2 separate regions of the Rattus norvegicus genome follow, and region 2 is linked to region 1. The links are chromatin contacts, called in public Hi-C maps. All regions are on one chromosome and are shown on one strand. The core of a region is the stretch at or near the end of the contact, and the rest is flanking DNA. Distances in the headings are between cores, read along the strand shown. Region 1 overlaps Greb1 (growth regulating estrogen receptor binding 1). Region 2 holds the start of E2f6 (E2F transcription factor 6).

What was found. Hi-C and Micro-C count contacts between places; a contact is called where the count stands out from the background.
Region 2: a contact with region 1 is called in a Hi-C map of hepatocytes, with 2.7 times the contacts expected there. The contact joins the promoter of E2f6 here to the enhancer-like site in region 1. A contact is called at or near these places in 12 of 12 Hi-C or Micro-C datasets (the A7r5 cell line, the Rat2 cell line, Schwann cells and 7 more) and 1 of 1 datasets of contacts at active chromatin or transcription factors (oligodendrocytes).

Annotation. Positions count from the first base shown.
Region 1 is chr6:45,223,197-45,227,807 of GRCr8, reverse strand. Greb1 (growth regulating estrogen receptor binding 1) reads left to right here. Exons shown (of 34, transcript NM_001427084.1): 6 at 4,014-4,196. Among named protein-coding and RNA genes, the nearest start is that of Greb1, 66 kb to the left of the region's middle. Within about 2 kb of position 2,832, at least 3 of the 93 cell types and tissues checked have an H3K27ac peak or open chromatin away from gene starts, as enhancers often do. A contact at or near this core is called in hepatocytes, where this site is marked.
Region 2 is chr6:45,319,119-45,323,729 of GRCr8, reverse strand. It overlaps E2f6 (E2F transcription factor 6), which reads right to left and starts at 2,472. Exons shown (of 7, transcript NM_001100717.2): 1 at 2,365-2,472. The coding sequence starts at 2,472. It also overlaps a transcript of Greb1 not described here.

The sequences.
Region 1 (4,611 bases), core at 1,583-4,082:
TGTCAGGGCTTCTAGGAAGAATCGTGCCACTCCAGTCTGAAGGAAATGGCAGCTTCTGTCTGCCTTCCCTTCTGTCTTCTGTGACTGGGTAATGGAAACCCAGGCACTGCCACTTCTTATCTCTTGCCACCTGCACTCTCCTCTTTCCCATTGAGTCTGAGGGGAAGGAGAGAGGACACCATGCTCTGAGTCTGGGACCTGTTAGATATCCAGGGGACACCTTCACCCTTGTTCCCTTGTGTTCCCGTAGGTGGTTATGTGGAAGAGATGGCCTAGTAGAATAAATCAAAGCTAGGCTCAGCCCCTCCTGCCACACCAAGCTGTAAGTCACTTCTCTGCACCTGATTCCCCTCGCCTGTAAACTGGGGACACTAAGGGTTATTTTACAGGTTTCATGAGATTCAGCGTGGGGCATGGATACACACAGCTTAACACACAAGGATTGTAATAAATGTTAGTTCCGGTCCTGTTTGCTCACGACGAAAATGAAGCTCAGAGATGTGAGATAACCTGGTGTATTTAAGTCAGGACTCAAGCCTGAGTCCTACTAACGTCTGTATTCCCACATGCTTGCTGCATGGGAGGGTGGTGCCCTCCCTATAGGAGGGCAGGCTTCACGCAGCAGCCTGCAGGTGCAGCATCCCTTCAAGGGTATGGTCCTGAAATAGATAGCCCTCTAGTTGCCTAAGGAGCCCCGTGGAAAGATCTGGCGGTGCTGGGATTAGAAGAGGGTTATTTGTACAGACCACTGTGGGTGGCATAGTGTCTTAGTCAGGGTTTCTATACCTGCACAAACATCGTGACCAAGAAACAAGTGAGGAGGGAAGGGTTTATTCAGCTCACACTTCCACATTGCAGTTCATCACCAAAGAAAGTCAGGACTGGAACTCAAGCAGGTCAGGAAGCAGGAGCTGATGCAGAGGCCATGGAGGGATGTTACTTACTGGTTTGCTTCTCCTGACTTGCTCAGCTTGCTCTCTTATAGAACCCAAGACCACCATCCCAGGGACGACACCACCCACAATGGGCTGGGTCCTCCCTCCTTGATCACTAACTGAGAAAATGCCTTGCAGCTGGGGCTCATGGAGGCATTTCCTCAAGTGAGGCTCCTTTCTCTGTGATAATTCCAGCTTGTGTCAAGTTGACACACAAACCAGTCAGTACACGCAGTAACTGCATAGTCCTTATTTCTAGGATCCATGCCCAGCAAGAGTCTGAGACTTTGCTAAGTCAGTTCACTTTCTGGTAAGGTCTTTATAAACTTTCAAGTCCCAGGGTCGATTCCCAAAAGGAAGGGCTCTGTGTTGTACTCTGTCTTGAAAGTGTTCATTGCCCTTCAAAGAATTTCCTGAAGTCTTAGGATGACAGCATCTGCCCCTCTGATGGCTTGAGCCATTCCTTCCCACAAGGCTGGGTCCTATGCTCTTGCCCTGGCTTCTTTGCTTATCCCTCAGGTGTCTCTCAGAAAAGCTATGTCCCTAACTGGAAGCCGTCTGCTCACTGCACCCAACTGTCCACTGTGCAACTGGACCAGGAGCTTAGTCTCACCTCTGAGCCATCAGGAGCTGCTGCCCATGGCCACTGTCACTTCCTGCTGAGCATGCGCGATGACACCATGAGGCCTCCATGTGCATGGCTTGTAACCTGTAGCCTGGCTAGCTGGTCTCTTCAGTGTCCTTGACCTTGGACTTCCTGTCTCTTGTTCAGCGTCTTCTCTATGCTCAGGCTTAGATTTCCTCCTCAGGAACCCTGGACATTTCTCAAGGTTGTCTTCTTGAGGGCCGGTCAGACTGTGTGCATCTCAAGGTTTCCAGGTTGGAAGCCAATAGATAAATAGAAGGGTTAATTGTTATTAATTAATCAGCTAATTATGCCCGTCTCTCCGACCTTCTTGATAATGCTGTCCCATGGTACTCCCAGTCAGCACACACCCACTTACAACTCAACTCGTGAACAGCCACACCAGCACGGCCCTTTGGAAGAGAGCTACTAAGGGTACAAGACATACATCTCCCTGATGCTGAGCAGATTCCAGGACTCGGAGCGAGATGAGCGTGCGAGCCTGGGAAAGTGCCAGTTTCCTCTGAGTCAAACTGAGAGATGGCTGGACATGTGTAGGGGGTTTGTGGAAGAGACGGAGACTGGGCAGGACAGGGTCAGTTGGAGTGGATGAGATAAGAGGCACCTTGTCTGAGTGAGAAGATGAAGCTAAGATGGGTGGTGTAGTCCACAGCCTTGGGTGCCTGTGGACCGGGACTTCATCCTTCTGTTGAGGTTAAACGCCACTCTTTGTGCGACTGATATGAAGGATTTCACAAGAACGTTTAGTTTTCCATAGTGACTGGCAATGGGTCGGTTAAGCCGAGGGCCCTGTGCATTGACAGTGAGTGGCAGCGTACCTGGCCTTGTGTGCACATTAGCTCTCCTGAGTAACACACAGGATTGTTCATGTTATGCTGTTACCTGTTCTCACTGTTACCAGCAGGATTTCCATGGTCAGTTCATCCTGTACCTATCCCTGACAGGCTGGGGGTTTTCCTTGCTCTTAAGGTCTTTCACCGAATATGAAACTGCTCACGATGTGAGATTAGAGGTTTTCGTGCAGTATGGAGTCTTCTCTGGGGCAATGGCTTTTAACTTTCACCTCACCTACTGAACTTCTCTTGAATACTAGCCAGAGTCCCCAGGGACAGCCCATTTAAGAGCAGTGCTTATGTAGAGACATGTGGTTTTTATAGCCTCACGCAAAATGACCGTGAAGCAGAGAGTGTGATAAAGTAAGAATATCTGGCTCTGCCCCAGGCCAGGGCCTCCCTTGACCTAGGACCTTGGACTCACAGGAACCAGACCGGCTATTGGCAGAGCAAGGTTGTTTTGGGATGGCTTACAGAGGAGCAGTGGGTAAATGGAGAGTTGTCATGTGTCTCTCGTATTAACCAGTGCCTCTGCCTGGTTTCACTGGAATGACTTTGTAGAGATCCTTTGAAACACATGCTCTGCATGTTTGTCTCTGATACAAGGAGGTTTCTCATCACTACCCGGATGGCCTGTCTGGGGCTGTAAGCGGGCAGAGACCTGTCTATCATAGGAGGAAGATAGATAAATAGATAGTAGGAAGACAGATTGCCTTCCCTGACATAACTGTGGCAGTTTCTCCACTCTGCTGGCTGCTGAACTTTGGGTCTTACTCCCAGGGTCCCCATCATGCATTTGGTATTTCTTAGAGTATAAAACAATGGGTTTATTGTGACCTTTTCATGCATGTATATCATATTTGCCCACAGTTGCCATTCCTGGTCCCTCCTTCTATCCCCTCAGTGGTTCTCTTCTTCCTTTCAATGTTATCCCTTTATTATAGATTTAAAGCAATATATATTATGTATATCAGTATGTCACATATATAAAAATACCCTGATTCTGCATATCAGAGAAAATATATAATTTGTCTTTTCCCATTATCCTCAGATTCATCTTTCTCCCCCTTTTAAAGACACACACACACACACACACATAAAGATATATATGTATGTATAGCTACCCACGTACATAAATACATACATATCCATATAGGTTTAAAATATAGATCTGCATATGTGAGAAAAACGTTTGTCTTTCAGAGTCTGGCTTATTTCACTTAACATAGTGACCTGCAGTCCCATTCATTTTATTCCCCCTTCAGATGATACAATTGTGTTCTTCACTGTGACTGAATAAAATCCCATTGTGTATGTAGGCTACATTTTCTTCATCCATCCACATACATGGAATTTTCATTGTGCCCCCAGGAGGGTGAAATCTCTCCTGTTTGCTCAGACTCACTTCTGTGGCCCGGTCAGTCTCTTCAGTCCTGTTGAGTCCAGGGTGTCTTGACTCCCTGATCCGATTGCCATGACAGATCCTCTGCCTGTGGCACTCTCTGGGTGATGGTATGGGGTGCAAATTGTTTGAAGAGGAGGCTGGAAGGGAGTTGAAAGGGAGACAGAGAGGCTCATGGCTTGCTTTCTCCTGCCCAGGTTTCTCTGGGAACTGTGTTGGCTGTGGGAAAAAAGGCTTCTGCTATTTCACCGAATTCTCCAACCACATCAACCTGAAGCTGACCACGCAGCCCAAGAAACAGAAGCACCTCAAGTACTATCTGGTTCGAAATGCACAAGGGGCACTGACCAAAGGACCTTTGATTTGCTGGAAAGGCTCTGGTGAGGGAGGGGCTTGAATCTGGAGGGGCAGAAGGATAGGGAGCTGGGTATGCACTCCCAGTGGGCATTGTGGGACTAGGAGGGGTACAGGCCATAGCAGGAGCATGGCACTGAAGATGCCCCTTAGGGTCAATGGAACTCAGACAGCTTGCATGACAGACTCCCTGGGCTAGGTAAACACTAGCAGAGGGCCATCTGGCATTGAGCTGGCATCTTTTTGGTGGGAATTAGGGACAGTGGTTCTTGTTCCCAGGGGACATTTATCAATGCCTGGGGATGTTCCTGATGTAAAGACTAGAGGCTGCTGCAGGCATTTCCAATACTGCTAAATACCCCACAGTGTGTAAGATAGCCACCCGAAAGAGCCTCCTAGTCTCAAAGTGTCACAGGAGGATGCTGAGAAAGCTGAGCTTGA
Region 2 (4,611 bases), core at 1,223-3,722, 96 kb before region 1:
ACTCATCTCTCTAAGGTGACTGCATTCATGTCACCATCCAGATCTTCCTTATCTTCTGATGTGCAAACCAAGTTCACCTCCATCCAGGACTATTTTCTCCCTGCTCCAAAGCCAAGAGCAGGTTTAAGCCATTTAACTTAACCTAGTAACAGACACTTAGTGAGATATGTAATCGCTCTGCACGATGGCTTATTAAGTCTTTGCATTCGTTAAAGTCAATTAAAATAAAAACACAACAAACCACTGACATGTTAAATCACTATTTTACAGGCAAGAAAATATAGAGTTTAACTTCATGTTCAATCCTTTGTCCATGGCCAGATCTTCACTACGATAGGCAATAGACGGAAATACACGAGACCTGCAGAGGACTGAGCAGTCAAGTACAGGATTGCTCAGGGGCACACAGAGTATGACTAACGGTCTTGAGGCTAAGGAAGGAAGGGCTAAAGACACTTGTCTTAGGACAAGTTACCCATGAATCTGGACTTCAGAGACCTCCATGACAGTATGGAAATGAGGCCAAGGATGGAGTATGGAACCTCAGAAAAATAATTTAGGAAAGGTAAACACGGAGCCAGATTATGATAAGAGGGCTCTACTTTTTTTTTGGTCCTGGGAGCACTAAGGAACCACTAATTCCTTTGACCAAATGAGATTAGAAACACTCCTTCAAGAGACCATCAGTTAAGGGTGAAGTGCACAGAACAGCGAGTGAGAGGCAGCAGGCAGCAATAGTGGCGGGAAACCTACTGGGATGGCATTATAGCACCATGATAGCACTTGATGACCTTGGGGTCAGGGTGGGGTCTGGAGGCAATTCTGAAAAAGAGAAAAAGGTGACAGCCATGCCCGGAGTGCTGGCTTGGACACCACAGGCGGTAAAGCATCATTCATTAAGGTGGGATTCGAGGAAGGTTGCTTTCTTAGGCAAGGGACTGTGAATCTGCTTGCTGCTTTTCCAGAAGGCTCAATTCATCCGTGTGCCAGCTTATAACCACTTGTTAACTTCAGCCCCAGGCGTTTTCTGGCCTCTAACACCATTTTCTGGCCTCTGTGAGCTCCATTCACATGTGACATACACACAGACTTTTTTTTTTTTTTTTTAAGTTTTAGATCTAAGCAGGGATATCTAACACACAGTTAGAAAGCTCTAGGAAAGATGTAGTATGGATTTGGAGCTACCTCAAGGCAACGAACGAAAAACACCAGATTGGATAAGAATATCCAAGACTTCAGAGGACGTTATCTTGTGATGCAGTACAAAAGGTTAAGTGGTTTTTCCAGAGTGAGCATTTTAGAGTGTCTGTCAATCCTTTAAAAACCTACCATGGTCTCGGGCCACAAGTTAGGTAGGAATAGTGAGTGGTCACCTACATGAGCAAACTGTAGAGAATTCTGGATGACACCCACATGTCTGAAAAGGAGAAGGGGACAAGGGGACCCACCATGGCTGTCCAAGGCACAACAAACAGTACTCAGCCAAGAGTGGTTAGTTGTGACACAAGATTAAGGTGTGAAACTGCTACTAGAATCGACAAAACAGGCAGTGATCTTGTTTACAACCATCATACTGAGTGCTTAGGACTCAAGTGCCCGGCACAGTCCTGGGTGGTAATGCAAGATCAAGTGGAAACTCAGCAGAAATCACTTTAAAAAAGGGGGGGGGGGGTGTTAGGGAGAGGCTGTCATCTGCAGTCATTCTGAGGTTCCTACCGAAGCTTCCTCATTACCTAGCCACAAGGCCAGACATCTCTGTACACACACCTGAGTCAATTCTGACAAACTCTAAGACAAGAATAACAATCTCAAGGTTGCTCTGAGGAGTCAGACAAGACAAGGTTCATGAACTATCTGGCACCGGATTGGCCAGAATGGCTTGGATATAGCTTGCCTTGCAGAGAACACAGCGATTGGGAGAAACGGACAAAAGACGGATCCACCAGGGACCCTGAGAAAGGTGGGAAGCACAGAATGGAGGGAACTCTCTCACTCTTTCATTTCCCCTGTCAAACAGTGAAGACAGAAAGGCAAGATCGCTCAGTTGGTTAAGGTACTTGCCACCAAGCTTTACAAACTCCACCAGAGTTCCATCCCGCGAACCACAAAGGTGGAAAGCATGGAACAGACTGCCGCCAAGTTGCCTTCTAAGCTCTACACGTGCCTCGTGGAATCCACGCGCCCGCGGTCCCCACCCCAACACAAAGTAAGTAAATCCAATTGAAACATTTAAAAGCAAAGGGCGGTCCAAGAATCGGGAGCTGCAAGGAGAGCCCCGGGACACCAAGAGACACTGTGCAGAGGGCCGGACGCAAGGGGCGCGTCCCACAGCACGCGACCCCCGTGGCCCGGGTTCCCGCTCACCAGTAGGTTCTCTACGTTGATGGGGTCCCGGCAGCGGCGGCGCACGGTCTCCTGAGCCGGGTCCACCAGCAGGCTGGGCAGTTTCCGCGCCGTCCGCTGCTGACTCATGATGTCCCGCGCCCCTCGCGCCCCACGCGCCCTCCCGCCTTTCCGGGAGGCTCGGTGCGCGCGCTCCCGGCCCCTTCAGCGCCGCCCGCTCCACCCACGGAGCACTGCGGCTTCACTCACGGAGCGTCGCGGTCCCACTCGCCTAGCGCTGCCCTCAGGCGCGGAGGGGATCGGGGTAGGCGCGCAGGGGGACCAGGGTGACCAGGGTGACCTCAGAGGCACTCAGGTCCCCGAGCCGGCCATCTTCCCGCATGCGCAGTGCGCCTGCCTTTGCACATGCGCACCGCCTTCCCTGGAGATCTCCCGCGCACACGCGTCCTCGCCCGCAGCTGACACCCGGGTGTTCCGGAGGATGGATCCTCGGAGAGGGTGGCGGGGAAGCGGGGGTGGGGAGAGGTAAGAAAAGAGGTGGAGCAGGGATTCCGGGGTACCAGAGTCGGCGCTCCCTAGTCCGGACCCGCGACCGGCGGACTGCAGGGGCTGAGTGCCCAGGGACGATGACAGTCCCGCTCCCATCACGCATCTAAGGGTGTTTAGCACATGCTCATAAACAAGCCATCCTGGAGGGACCAGAACGAGCGCCGTAGAGATCCAGGCAGGGAGATCATGTGTTTGAATTCGAAGTCAGCTAAAGTTCATCCTTAGAGTATACGTTGTCCCAAAAGCACAAACTTTTTTTTTTCTGTATCAGTTCTTGAATAGTTATTGTATCAGGTATTGGGCTGGCTCAAGAAGATACTGTTTTAAATATAACAGACTGGATCCAGAATCCAATGGAGGAGATAGATAAAACATCTTAACTGGAGCTTGGAGAGATGGTTCTACGTTTAGGAGCACTGGCTGCCCTACCAGAGGACCTGAGTTCAATTCTCATTACCCACACATTGGCTCAAACCATCTGTTAACTCCAGGCCCAGGGGAATCTAATGCCCTTTTTCTGATCTCCATAGGCACCAGGCACACACATGTTAATATGATATATATATATATATATATATATATACACACACACACACACATATACACACACACATATATATATGCAAAACACACACACACACACACACATATATATATATATATATATATATGCTAAACTAAACTTAAAAAAGAAAAGAGAGGGGTTGGGGATTTAGCTCAGTGGTAGAGCGCTTGCCTAGCAAGCGCAAGGCCCTGGTTTCTGTCCTTAGCTCCGGAAAAAAAAAAGTTACCTGGAGTCACAGATAGCTTTTCAAATTGTAAGATCTTAAGCAAGTTTCTAAAAGTCATTCTGTGACTTAGTTTCTCAATTTGTAATGTGGGGAGTTCTTACTGAATAAAGATACCAACTTGTTCTTTCTAAAGCCTGTCTCTATAAAATTGTTCCAGTAAACTGCCTCTCCCCGCCCCCACTCCGTGTGTCCTCTGATTCATTCTGTCAAATCTTTCTCTAACTTCTCACTTTGCCCTCAATTAGATGTTACTTTTAAACGTGGCTGCTTTCTTCTACAAACCAATCTTACGTTCATTATTAGGGATTAAAGGCATGTCTATATTCCATTCAGGTTGTACTATAATCCAGAGTGTGTCTGTATTTGGTCAGATCATATAGACCTAGAAAGTCTTTGGGTGTGATCCCTTGCCAGAGTAGCCCTGTTGCTGGATTAAAATCCCTTTACAATGTGATTTGGTGTTTTGCCTGCCTGCATGTCTCTGTGTGGGCATCAGGTCCTCTGGAATTGGAATTACAGACAGTTGTGAGCCACCATGTGGGTGCTGGAAATTGAACCTGGGTCCTCTAGAGGAACAGTCAGTGTTCTTAACCACTGAGTCATCTTTCCCACACCTATTCACTTATTTTTTTTTTTTTTTGGTTCTTTTTTTCGGAGCTGGGGATCGAACCCAGGGCCCTATTCACTTATTTTTAAATTATGGGTATGTGTGAGTATGTGCACATGAGTGCAATGCCTTCAGAGGCTTGAGGCTTCTGGTTCCCTGGGAGCTGGAGTTGCAAGTGGTTGTGAACCTCTGGTTATGGAGGCTCTGGTCCTCTTGGAAAGGCAGATGTGCTCTTAACTACAGAGCCATGTCTCCAGCTCCTCTGTGTTTGAATGGAAGGGTAACACAATGTGGAAATTCCAGGTTGGAGGGAAGCTTAGT